2 separate regions of the Mus musculus genome follow, and region 2 is linked to region 1. The links are chromatin contacts, called in public ChIA-PET maps. All regions are on one chromosome and are shown on one strand. Each heading gives the region's core, a stretch centred on a gene start, on an enhancer-like site or on the middle of the called end of the contact. The rest is flanking DNA. Distances are from core to core; before and after follow the strand shown. Region 1 overlaps Aopep (aminopeptidase O). Region 2 overlaps Aopep (aminopeptidase O).

What was found. ChIA-PET counts read pairs in DNA pulled down with a chosen protein or histone mark.
Region 2: an RNA polymerase II ChIA-PET map of memory CD8 T cells shows a contact between it and region 1, with 94 read pairs. The contact joins two enhancer-like sites. A contact is called at or near these places in 15 of 484 Hi-C or Micro-C datasets (the AML12 cell line, Sertoli cells, bone marrow-derived macrophages and 7 more), 5 of 115 datasets of contacts at active chromatin or transcription factors (the SCID.adh cell line, T-cell acute lymphoblastic leukemia, embryonic fibroblasts and 2 more) and 2 of 9 other capture datasets (adipose tissue and liver).

Annotation. Positions count from the first base shown.
Region 1 is chr13:63,136,775-63,142,652 of GRCm38.p6, forward strand. The region is part of intron 5 of Aopep (aminopeptidase O); the gene reads left to right. Among named protein-coding and RNA genes, the nearest start is that of Gm30409, 7.4 kb to the left of the region's middle. Within about 2 kb of position 3,252, at least 103 of the 459 cell types and tissues checked have an H3K27ac peak or open chromatin away from gene starts, as enhancers often do. A contact at or near this core is called in memory CD8 T cells and regulatory T cells, where this site is marked.
Region 2 is chr13:63,220,092-63,225,969 of GRCm38.p6, forward strand. The region is part of intron 11 of Aopep (aminopeptidase O); the gene reads left to right. Among named protein-coding and RNA genes, the nearest start is that of Gm16907, 74 kb to the right of the region's middle. Within about 2 kb of position 3,465, at least 37 of the 459 cell types and tissues checked have an H3K27ac peak or open chromatin away from gene starts, as enhancers often do. A contact at or near this core is called in memory CD8 T cells and regulatory T cells, where this site is marked.

The sequences.
Region 1 (5,878 bases), core at 2,002-4,501:
CTTTGTATGACTCCAGAGATCAAACTTGGATGGCCAGACTTGCTGGCCTTTACCCAATGAGGCATCTCACTGGGCCTTGTAATCATTTTTAAAAAGCAAAACAAACCAACACAACACAGGCAGATTGTGTAAACTCTGAGCCTCATTGTGCCTGCTCTGCTCTTTCCTTCAGTCTTTGTTAGAAATACACCTAGGTGGCGCTGCTCACCTTATTTGGGAACTGGAAGCATGAGGATCAGGAGTTCAAGGCCAGCCTGAGCCATATGAAACTTTTCTTCAAAGAAACAAAAGTAAATAAGAAGGTGCCTCTGTCTGTGTATGTCATACCTCTAAGAATTATATTCTGGCCTGTCAGGGTAGCATACACCTTCTAGCACTCAAGAGGTAGAGGTAGGAGGATCCAAACTTAAACGTCAGCCTCAGCTACATCGTGAGTTTGAGGCCAGCCTGGCCTTCATGAAATGCTGTCCCCTGACACCAAATTGTTTCGTAGTTAGGGGTTATCTCAGTGGTGAAAATTTTCTTAGCATGCCCTAAACATACAAACCAGTAAGCTCCAGGGGCGCCTCTAGGGATCTCAATTGTCTGCTTCTGACACATTTTCTTACCCATCTGACTCCATCTGAGTTCTATTACGACGAGGCGTTGGAATTTTTGTAGAACTTTTAGGACGTTGGACAGAGTTGGAAGTTAGAATCAGCATGTGTGTCAACTGTCAGGCTAGTGTAGCTGCGGGGAGGTACTGTCCCCAACTTTGTGAGCATAGTACATCTCTGTTTAATATTGCATGATCTGTGGGTTGCTGTAAACTCAGCATGAATTGGAGTGCTGATAGAAAATGAAGGGAAGCACTTTTGCTTTTGTTTTGAATTTAGCAAATTAGTATGTTGACATTTGTCCCTGATGGGTTTCATTGTTTGCCGAAAGGAGTGGGGGGGAGTTGACAGCATGAATGGTGAGTCCTGCAGACTTCTGAGAATTGATAAAAAGCATCTTTGTCCACTGCACAAAAGCACAACAGATATCTTGACAGACATGTTACAAGGGGCAGCTTGTGTCACTGCAGAATAAAACAAATCATGAAAATCTTCTCTGCTGGGCACACTTTTGTACCATTTTGATTTCTCCTTTAATTTCTGGTTATAGTCATCTTTTTGCAAATGGAGGGCAGTGAGTGGTGTTTTAGCAAGTTTAAACCTTGAGTGTCTTTATGTTGTATGTGTATATATAAGTCAAGTGATTTCAAAACACTATAAACTCAGTTGTGGGGGAGAAATTGCCTTAATGACATCCCATATCACCAGATCTCAAGAGGGTCATGGGGGTGGCCTGCATGTGGGACAAGGAACTAGGAGTTGCATACAGAAGAGAAAAAAATATTTTTAAAAGTTTGGATTTACTCAAAACAGAGCGAAAATTCCCATTGTCCATCATCCCTGTAGTTAGATTTGGGGAACAGACTCCTATTCGCATGTCCTTTCCCTCTACATGTCATCGAGCCCTTCTCAGGAAGCTGCTCACATCATATCTTTGTTCAAACTGTATTAAAACATGCATAAAACATACTCAGGAAAACATAAGTACACAGACACACACATACAGGATTTCCAGTAAGAGCCATGATGAAAAGCTATAAATAATGGAATCTATTAGCTATCAGATAATAACACCCATCACTAACAACTGCCAACACTTACACTAATGCAGTCAGACACTGAGAGGAACCATCCATCACCCTTGTCATTTTGTCTGGGAGGAGGAAGCAGGTTCTGAGGGCAGGAGGGAGCAGGAGAGAATGCTGAAGGAGGTGGAGATAAAGCCAATGGCAGTCTGGACTTCACACTGAGAATCTAGGAACTGAGATAGAAAGGTTGGTCACTTAATAGACAAGGAACTTCCCTGTTGAGTGTTTCTCCTCCTAGACTGTGATCTTCAGATCAGAAGGCATGTCCCTTCTTCTCTTTGTCATGTTGCCAGTGTCCCTAACACAGGCCTGGCCTGACACTTAGAAGGCAACCAGTAAATGTTTCTAGAAAGAATGAGTGGTTCATTATCATTGTTCACCTTCTGCCCTAACTGTCCAACTCTTCTGGTACCAGAATGTAATCACCTTGTGCACAAAGGCAGAAAAGGCCTCTACCAGCTGCTAACTTGCTAGTCCAAGGTCAGTCTTTTCCACTTTCAACATCTGTTTTCTCACTTGAAGAGGACATAGACTACAGCTCTCACAAAGCTATTGAAGTTTGATGACACAGAGAGAAGGTGGATGTGAAGGGCCTTAGAAATTGAAAGGAAATCACTATTGACTTTATTAAGTGAAGGGGGTTACCTTTTTTTTGCCATTGGAAAGTCAATTTGCTAAGGAAAATAGAGGCAGCTTTGTAAATGGTATCACAGGATCTCCCCAGAGTAAGGTATGTAACCAGGTGTGGTGTCTTGTTTTGTTTTGGTGTTGTTGGTGTGTGTGTGTGTGTGTGTGTGTGTGTGTGTGTGTGTGTGTGTGTGTGTGGTGTGTGTGTGTGTGTGTGTGTGTGTGTGTATTTTCCAGACAGCCGTGCTCTGTGGTGTCTGTCTCTTGGGTGTCCCTCTAGGTACTTTGAAAGAGGAGAAAACCACAGAACTGACAGTTGTGTGTATTTGGCCCTGGCACAGGTAGAGACACATTGTTTAGCTTCACACCCCAGCAAGAACAAGCTATTCAGATGTTCAGGTTGTTTTCAGTAGAAGAGACAAGGCATGCTCAATTTTATGAAGCTTATACATGTACACAGACATGTACATGTGCACACAGACATGTACAGAAACACACACACACACACGAGTGCGCATTAGTGCTCCCACACCAGCTTGCCTGAGCTACCTCACAAGTGAAGTAGCCATTCTGTAGATGCCACCCCTCCTCCTGCATTCTGGGAGCTGGACTCTGTCTCCTCTGAGTCACCAACCAAGAGACAGTTAACTTTCTAGAGATAAAGTGAGTCCTGGGAAAGCGGGCGAAGAATTCGTCTCCGTCTTCTCTGAGCCTCAGATTTGGACCCTCAAGTTTCCTTTTAGCTCTGAGATTCTTTGAACTTTGAGTTTCTTCCATTTTAATTTGTGGAAATAATTTTCTGCACTTTTCCTGCGAGCGGAAGTGTAAGACACCAGGCTGTCTCTGATGACTGCCAAAGTAGAGATTTCTTAGTGGAAAGTCTGCTTCCTTCTTATGTTGCTTGACACAGCAGAAGTTTCAGGAGAACAGAGGAGCCCAGTGTTCCCTTCTAGAGTTTTTGACGTCATTTGCCTGTGGGTGGGTTACAGTCCACCACGGTCTCTCCAGCCATACTGAATTTTATTATATGTACTTAAAAGACATACCTCAGTGTGGCTGGCCACTGAAAGAAGCTGTTTAGCTTGGGTCTCCAGAGCAAAGCTGTGGCACAGAGCAATTTGGTCTAGTTTCTGGCTACTCCAGAATTTCATCCTGCTGGGTGCAGTTACCATGTTCCTCTCTAGGCCTCAGGCCATTAAGTGTGGAGTGCTCCCTTTATACTCCCTCACAGGGGAACTGAAGGATCAATGCTGAACACTGATTTGGAAGGAATTATCAATCTAAGAGAAAGAGGTGGGGAAAAGAAAAGGCACCATGCTCCTGGGCTCCGCAGTGGACACTGGGCTTTGATTCTTTCATTTAGCTCAGCTATAAAATCATCATATACAAAACAGTCCAGTGAATTTGAGGCCATGGAGAGTTCAGAGCTCTCTGGGAAGACAGAGGCTGACAGACGCAGGCAGGGGAAGCCAGACCTGTTGGAAGTCCCCAGCAAGCTAAGCTTGTTAGCCACACAGCATTTAAAAGTGTAGTTGCAATATGTATGTATGTTTGAGGCATTGAAAATACATTTATTTACACAAATATTTTACTCTTTGAGTGCTTTAAAATATCAGCGTTCAGCTGAGTGATTGCAAAGTTAGCCGCTACTAAATGGAGATGCGAATCTTGCTCTAACATTTTCCTTTCCCCGAGTAAAATATTTTTGCCGTCTTTCCTCATATGTTTTTAGGGATTAGTTTTCAATGCAGAGTAGGCGGTAAATTTGGAGAAATGATTTAAGCTGCCAAAATAAGCAACTTACTCCATGACATTATGGTCTAAAAACACACAGTCAGTCTGGTCTTGCCTGCTAACACGAATAACACTCACTCGGTGAGGCACGTGAGTGGAAATCATGCCCCACAGAGCTGTGACTCAGGTCTGTACTCAGGAAAACTGAGGTAATGGCTATTAATATTTTATTTCATACATTACAGTGTTTGCAAAAGTAAACATGCTGTAGTTAAGGTTACCAGTGCTGCTGCTCCAACGTTACCCAGTGTTTCTTCATACCAGGCTTTTTTTCCACAGATGTTTTAGCCTAAAGGTGACTTTTTCAGAGCCTTAGAGTAAATGAATGAAACACAAGAATAAGACAATCGGGTGACCTGTTATTGTTGTAGAACCACGAGAACATCATGGAAAATGGTGGCAGGTGTCATTCTCTTTCTATTTGTTGTTTTCCTTTCACATTAAACCAGTTATCAGAAATGAAAAATAAATAAAATGTGGTTGAAAAATCTTAGAGCAACCTTACCAGCAGAAAAAAATGTGCAGGTCTTACCAAGTCTTAGTAGACCTGCTTTGGTGACAGGAAGTGGCATCTTCTTGAGTATCTGTGGTATGGCTAAAGTGGTGTCAGACCCATCTTCTGCCTCACATCTCCATAAGCTTCTAGCTATGAAGGAGTCACCAGTTTCAGGAAAAGGTTGTTGGTTGGCTCTGATGTGACTAGGTCCTGTCACAGTGTCCTGCATGCTCAATGAACCTAATGGGTTGGTTTTCTGATGGATACTGTGTCACAGCACTAGGAGTCTTTCAGAACTGAGTGTTATTTTCAGTACAGTTATTCCTCTTGCTGTTAAATGTATGTCTGTCTCAGTGACTCTTACTTGTAGTTCCCTTAGAAATAAGTGACTCAGATGAGAGAGATGAGCACCATGCTTTGTAGACGCTGCTTGGGCCCTGGCTGCTGGTCCCCAACTCCTTAAACTAGTGACTTAGAATGAGCTTCCCCATGTCCCTTCTCATCATCTCTGTTTGGAAGCAGAGCATCCTGGCTAAGTGTGGTTAGTTTCAGAGATAGATGCTGAGCAGATAACTGAGCTGCTGTCATTTCAACTTCAAGGCATTATGGCAGGAAAACCATTGCTAAGAAGAAGGGTGAGTGTTGCGCGCGCTCAACTGGCCAGGAAGAACGACGCTACAACAGGATCCTTCTGCACACATTTATTCAGTCCTGTTTCTTCTTGTTTATATCTCCCTTGTTTATATCTCCCTTGTTTTTATATCTCCCTTGTTTTTATATCTCCCTTGTTTTTATATCTCCCTTGTTTTTATATCTCCCTTGTTTTTATATCTCCCTTGTTTTTATATCTCCCCCGAACCCTGGGCCTCTCACTCCTTTTATACTCTCTCTCATCCACGCACTGCAGGCCACGCCACCTCACCAGTCACGAGGCTTCAGCTAATCAGGGCAGCAGGGGCAAATCTCCACCAAATTGGATTCACCTGTATCCTGGTACACCTGCGCAGCACTCAAGATGTTTGTGTCTTATATGAGGAAGTCAGGTGCAAGTCATATGACTTAGCTGCAGTCCCTGGCGCCTTTGGGACTGCCGCCACACCCGCTCCCCACAATTCCCCCTTTTTTCTTTTTTGGCAGAGAGAATGTCTGTAGATAGCCCCCCGCAACCATGCCCCTTACCCGTCCTTGGGTGACAAACAGCATTGGTTTGATCCCTGTCTTAGGTTGGTGACATGCCCAGGGAGTCTTATCACTGACTACCTCTCTATCATGCCAAG
Region 2 (5,878 bases), core at 2,215-4,714, 84 kb after region 1:
TTTCCAAAGGAAGAAACATGTGTAACATCCATTTGCCAGACCTGTAGAGGTCGAATACCGCGTGGGTTAATTCCCACATGAGGAACTGGCAAGAACTCACAGCAGCTTTGACATTGAGTAACAATGTCACGGGCTTCTTTTCTTGTCAGGGAGAAACGACTGCGTAATGTTTCAGCCGTCACATGAAAATTGTTATGAAAATTTCTTGCAGCCTCTACCGGGGATGATAGGGCAGCAGCCACCACTTTAGTGGCCTTATCTGCCAAATCATTTCCCAGAGCCATGGGGCCAGGTAGGCCTGAATGGGCTCTAACATGAGTAATATAAACAGGAGATCTTCTAGATAACAAAACTAATTGTATCTGCTGAAAAATATTGGCAACTCTACTGGAAGGCTTAATCACTCCAGCCACTTCTAAAAGATTTACTGCATTTACCACATAACAGGAATCTGACACAATATTAAGGGGTTCTAAAAAGGTTTTTAAAACTTCTAAGACCACTAAACATTCTACCACTTGAGGTGAATTTTCATTATATTGTTTGGATACCACTTTACCATTAGCCACATAGGCACCTATGCCAGTTTTTGATCCATCAGTATATACCACAATCCCATTTTTAAGTGGGTTTCTTACTGTTATTTGTGGAAACACAACAGATTGATTTTGGGCAAACTGTAAGATTGGATGCTTTGGATAATGGTTATCTATTTTTCCTGAAAAGGAGGTAACTAAAACTGCCCAATCATTAGATGCGGCTGCCAAGGTTTGAACCTGTGCAGCGGTATAAGGTACAATTAAAAGATATGGACTTTGCCCAAAGTGGGTGATTGCTGCTTTTAGGCCTTTAAGGGCAAGCTGTGCAATTGCATCAGGATACCAATCTATTATTTTAGCTGGGGATACGTTTGGATGGATCCACAACAATGGCCCATTTTGCCACAAAACTGCAGTTGGCAATTGTGCTGTCTTAAAGACACACAAACTGAAAGGCTGCGAATCCTCAATACGTTGTAATTGTGCATTCTGTAAGGCCTTTTCTACCTTTTGTAAGGCCTGGTTAGCAGCTAGAGTAAGAGTCCTAGGGGAGGAGATATGAGGATCTCCTTCTAAAATACTAAACAAAGGCCTTAACTCAGCAGAAGGAATCTTTAAAAAAGGTCTGAGCCAATTAATATCTCCCAACAGCTTTTGAAAATCATTTAAGGTATGGAGGTGATCTCTTCTTATCTCTACCTTTTGGGGCACAATCTTATCTGGGGACACCACAGAGCCCAAGAATTGTCCTGTATCAGAAATTTGGACCTTTTCTGTGGCTATCTGTAAACCCCACTGACTTAAAGTTTTAAGTAGAAAAGGATATGCCTTTTGTAGCATGGTAAGGTCTTTATGGCACAGGAGGATGTCATCCATGTAAAGGAGCAAAATTAAAGAGGGGAACTGTTTCCTCACTGGCAAAAGAGCTTTTTGTATATAAAGCTGGCACATTGTAGGACTATTGGACATCCCCTGTGGTAAGACCTTCCATTGATACCTCTTATCAGGTTTAGCAGAATAAGCTCTCTGACCCGTTAACAAGTCAAAAGTCCAATCTCTCTGCTCTGGAGTTAAAGCAGCAGCGTTTGCTCGGGCCTGCGCCTGTGCCGCCTCCTGCCACAGAGCTCGCCATTCCACATATTTGGCCATACTAGGGAGAGCGGCTTTTGCAATCATTTGCCAGTCGGCAGGAGTTAGTGCCATGCTGGCAAGCCTGTCTAACTGCACCAAGGTAAAATTAGCATTGATTCCATATTTAATCTGCACATATTCTACCGGAGCGTGGACACGCCCACCCTCGGCTCCTTCAAAGACTGGAAATGTCTGTTGTATTTTCCTTTGTTCCTCTCGGGGAATGAATGAGTCTGCGCACTGCCTTTCTGCGCACTGCCTCTCTGCGCATTGCTGACGCACTACGGGCTGACGCACTACGCAGGGCGGGGACTCCGCATAGGGCGGGAGTGCACCTGGTAGCCGATTGCCCTGAGGCCAATTAGCAAACTGGCCTTCGCCAGCCGCTTTTGGCTTTTTTCTTGACCGATTAGCTGGCTGGTAATGGGCTGCTTCTTCCTCCCAGTCTGTTTCCTCAGAGGAGGATTCTTCATCTGCTTCAGAACTACTAAGAGCTGGCTTCCTGAGCTCATCTAGTGACGAGTATCTCCTAGAGACCTCCGCTAATCGATCTTTTTTCTTCTCCCTTTTTCCTCTTTTTCTTCTAATCTCTCTCCAGGTATTCCTACCTAACCTTAACTTTTCCTCGGGTTCAAGACCCTTGGAAAGGCCTGTATACTTACCGTTTCTCCTTGTTCCTACTCTCTCTCTCCGCTTTACTTCTGATAGACTGTCCTGAATTTCCTCTAGAATTTTTAGCCCTGCCTTAAGCACTATATAACATGTGAAAAGGAACAAAAGGGCTCCTAACACTAGAAAAAGTTCAAGGCCAAACATACCTGGTAAAGCCATTTCTCACTTCCGTTCCCCAGCTGATGAGTTCTGAATTCGGCAGTTGAATCCTTCTCAACAGTCTGTGTTACGGGAACCTTATAACCTTGATTCGCAGTTCTGGTTCTGGAATGAAGTATCCCTCCTGCGCCAGTCCGGAGTTTTTTCTCGTCCCGGATTTTCTCGTCCCGGGTTTCGGCACCAATTGTTATTAGACGCGTTCTCACGACCGGCCAGGAAGAACACCACAGACCAGAATCTTCTGCGGCAAAGCTTTATTCTTACATCTTCAGGAAAAGAGAGCAAGAAGCAAGAGAGAGGGAAAAGCAAGAGAGCGAAAAAGCAAGAGAGAGAGAAAACGAAAACCCCGTCCCTCTTAAGGAGCATTCTCCTTCGCCTCGGACGTGTCACTCCTTGATTGGCTGCAGCCCATCGGCCGAGTTGACGTCACGGGGAAGGCAGAGCACAAGTAGTCATAAGATACCCTTGGCACATGCGCAGATTATTTGTTTACCACTTAGAACACAGGATGTCAGCGCCATCTTGTAACGGCGAATGTGGGGGCGGCTTCCCACAGTCCTTTCCACAGCTTCTTCAAATGCCATGCTACTCAGCCGAGTCACTTTTTCATTTTTAGTTTAATTTTCTTTAACTTTGGCATTTATAGTTCAGTACTCAAACTTGTTTACCAGGCTATTATAGCTACGTACTACAGGCAGAGCAGCTTTAACAGCAATTTGATTTTCTTACAGCTTTTGAAAGTTGGAAATCTAAAGTCACAAAGTTGGCTTTTCCTGAGGCTTCTCTCCTTGGCTAGCAGATAGCTTCCCTCCCCACCCCTCATGTGTGCATGCCTGTGCATGTGTGTCAGTGTCTCACACACACATTCGTATTTCTGCCCCTATCTCCCTGTTGTAAGGACACCTGCTACACTGGATTAAGGCTTGGACAAGTGATTTTATTTTACTGTGATGAGTCCTACCTCCAGTACAGTCATTCTGAGATACTGGAGGTTTATGACATCAACCTGAGAAGAGACACAGCTCAGCCCACATCAAAGCTCACCACCAATTTCCTGACAAGTTCCAAATTTCTAGGAAATCTTCAACACAATAAAGGTCACTAGCCAGCCTCACACATTTTAACCCCATGGAGGAATACACTCAGAGTAGTTTTTGGTCCCAAATGATGCTGATTACTTAGTCCAAAAAAAATAAATAAATAAAAATAAAATGAAAAATAAACCAACCTGAAAGTCATGTCTGGTAAAATAAATAAGAAATAAAGGAAGGGATTGTTCTTCTATCTCAGAGAGATACCTGTACTGGCATTGTGTGTGCCCTGTTCAAGGATCCACTATGGCCCATCCTGACACAAGGCCCCTCAGTATAGTAGGAAGCACCATCTTTGCTGAAATGACCCTTCCCATCCCATTGCCTTTCCTGTGCCCAGGTGTCCTTCTTCGTGAGGGGCTGTGAGTGAAGGAAAGACGAAAGAAGCAGTGTTTCCCTTAAGTCTCAGTGAAATTCAGCAGGGAAAAGTGCATACGTAAATAATCAACCTAAACCAGAAAGCAGCCCAACAGCTAGCTTTACAGAGCTCTTGCTATGGAAAGCACAGAGGCTATGGGGATACTGGAAGCTGGTTCCAAAGGACAGGCAGGTTTGAGGCAGAAATCGGGAAGAAACTGGGTGAGGGGGGAACTAACGTGCCCATGTGAGCTGTCAGGTAACCAAAGTCTGTGATATGCTATGTCAGAAACAGGGCTGACACGCAGAGGATGATGGTTCCTGATTCCTGCTGGGAGAGGGGCCATAGTAGCCCTTCTCCATCAGCCTCACACTTACCCTCTGCCCCTCCCAAAACCACGTGTACTGCTCCAGTGATAGAAGAGTAAATTGCTTTTAAATTACTGATAGACTCCACCTTGTGATGTGTTTGAGTCATGATCTTTCCCTTCCAGCCTCCATTATGAACTGGTATGGGGTTGCTTGTTATGTGTGGAGAGCAAGATCTGCCAAGGTCTCCGTTAGTAAGGCAGGACGCAGGTCCCATAGGGACTTGTGATGCAAGGCTCACCAGAGGCTTTTGATGGTATAACAGTTGCTTGAGTGACTATTTCACAGCATGGACAGGTGGGCCAACAGGCCTGTTGGAAAGATAACTTCCTGGGTGAAGGGTTATACCTTTCTCCTCCTCAATAGGATGATGTGATTCAGTGCAGAGAAAAGTTAGACTGACTCTTGTCCCCTTAGTTTTCAACTCGGAACTTTCATGTGTAGAGTTGTTCATTTGCACTGATACTTAAAAAGTAGCATTAAATCTATGTGGCCAATAGTATGTAGCTAGAGCGCACATGGGCTGGACGGGGACTCCTCCACACCCACAGGAATCATTAAAGAAGGCATGGGAAGGAGTGGCTTAGTTGGTAAACAACATGCTTTATGAGTGATCTCCAGAACCTAAGAGAAAATTCTAGGTGCAGTGGCCCCTAGGCTTATTTTATTATCTGAGGCCTGGGGAGTCAGAGACAGGGATCCCCAGAGCTTTAGAGCCAGACAATCTAGACTAATTGGTCAGTCCCTGCTAGAAGAATAGCTCCCAGTGAGAGGCCCTATCTCAAAGGAAGGGAACTGCCTTCATGAAGACTCCAAGCCTCCACAAACATGTACATATACACACATATGCGCCACAACTGCATGCATGCATACATACATACATACATACATACATACATACATACATACATATGCATTAAAATGAGTGAGTATACAGCCTTGGAGAACAAGTCAAATGGTTGAAATACAAATTGTGTAATGCCCAGATCCTGGCAAGGATGGGGGAAGATCCCCAGAGAATTTGATGGTGGAGTGAAACTGAAGGCCTGCATCCTTAGGACCTCAGATTGAGCACTACGTGTGTGTAGGTGGACATGTGCTGGTAGAGGCTTCATGTGTGCCGGGCATGCATCTTACCCCTGAGCTGCTTCCAACTGACCATGTATTTTTAAAGTCAGCTCATAGGACTTATGTATGATTCATGTCAGAATGGCTTTCTTGGTCAAAGAGCATTAGAGAACTTTTTTTTTTCCTTGAGGGGAAAAAAATGGAAATTCTAAACTAGGCCAAATTGATGCAAATACTTTCAGACATGTGGCACCAGAGGAGAGAAATCTAGTATTTGTTTAGTAAACTGAAATAAATCTGTTGTGCCTTTTGAAGCAGAAGGAGAAGGAGGCAAGGACAACTAGCTTTGGGAAGATGGCGTCATATTCCTGTGGCCCCACTGAGAGGCAGACACAGGAGGTTACAGTACACTAGGGGTGGTCTTGCTCTGTATAATAGTAAAGCCCAAGCAAGCTAAGGCTGTGAACTAGAGCCTCTCTCCAACAGAAGAGA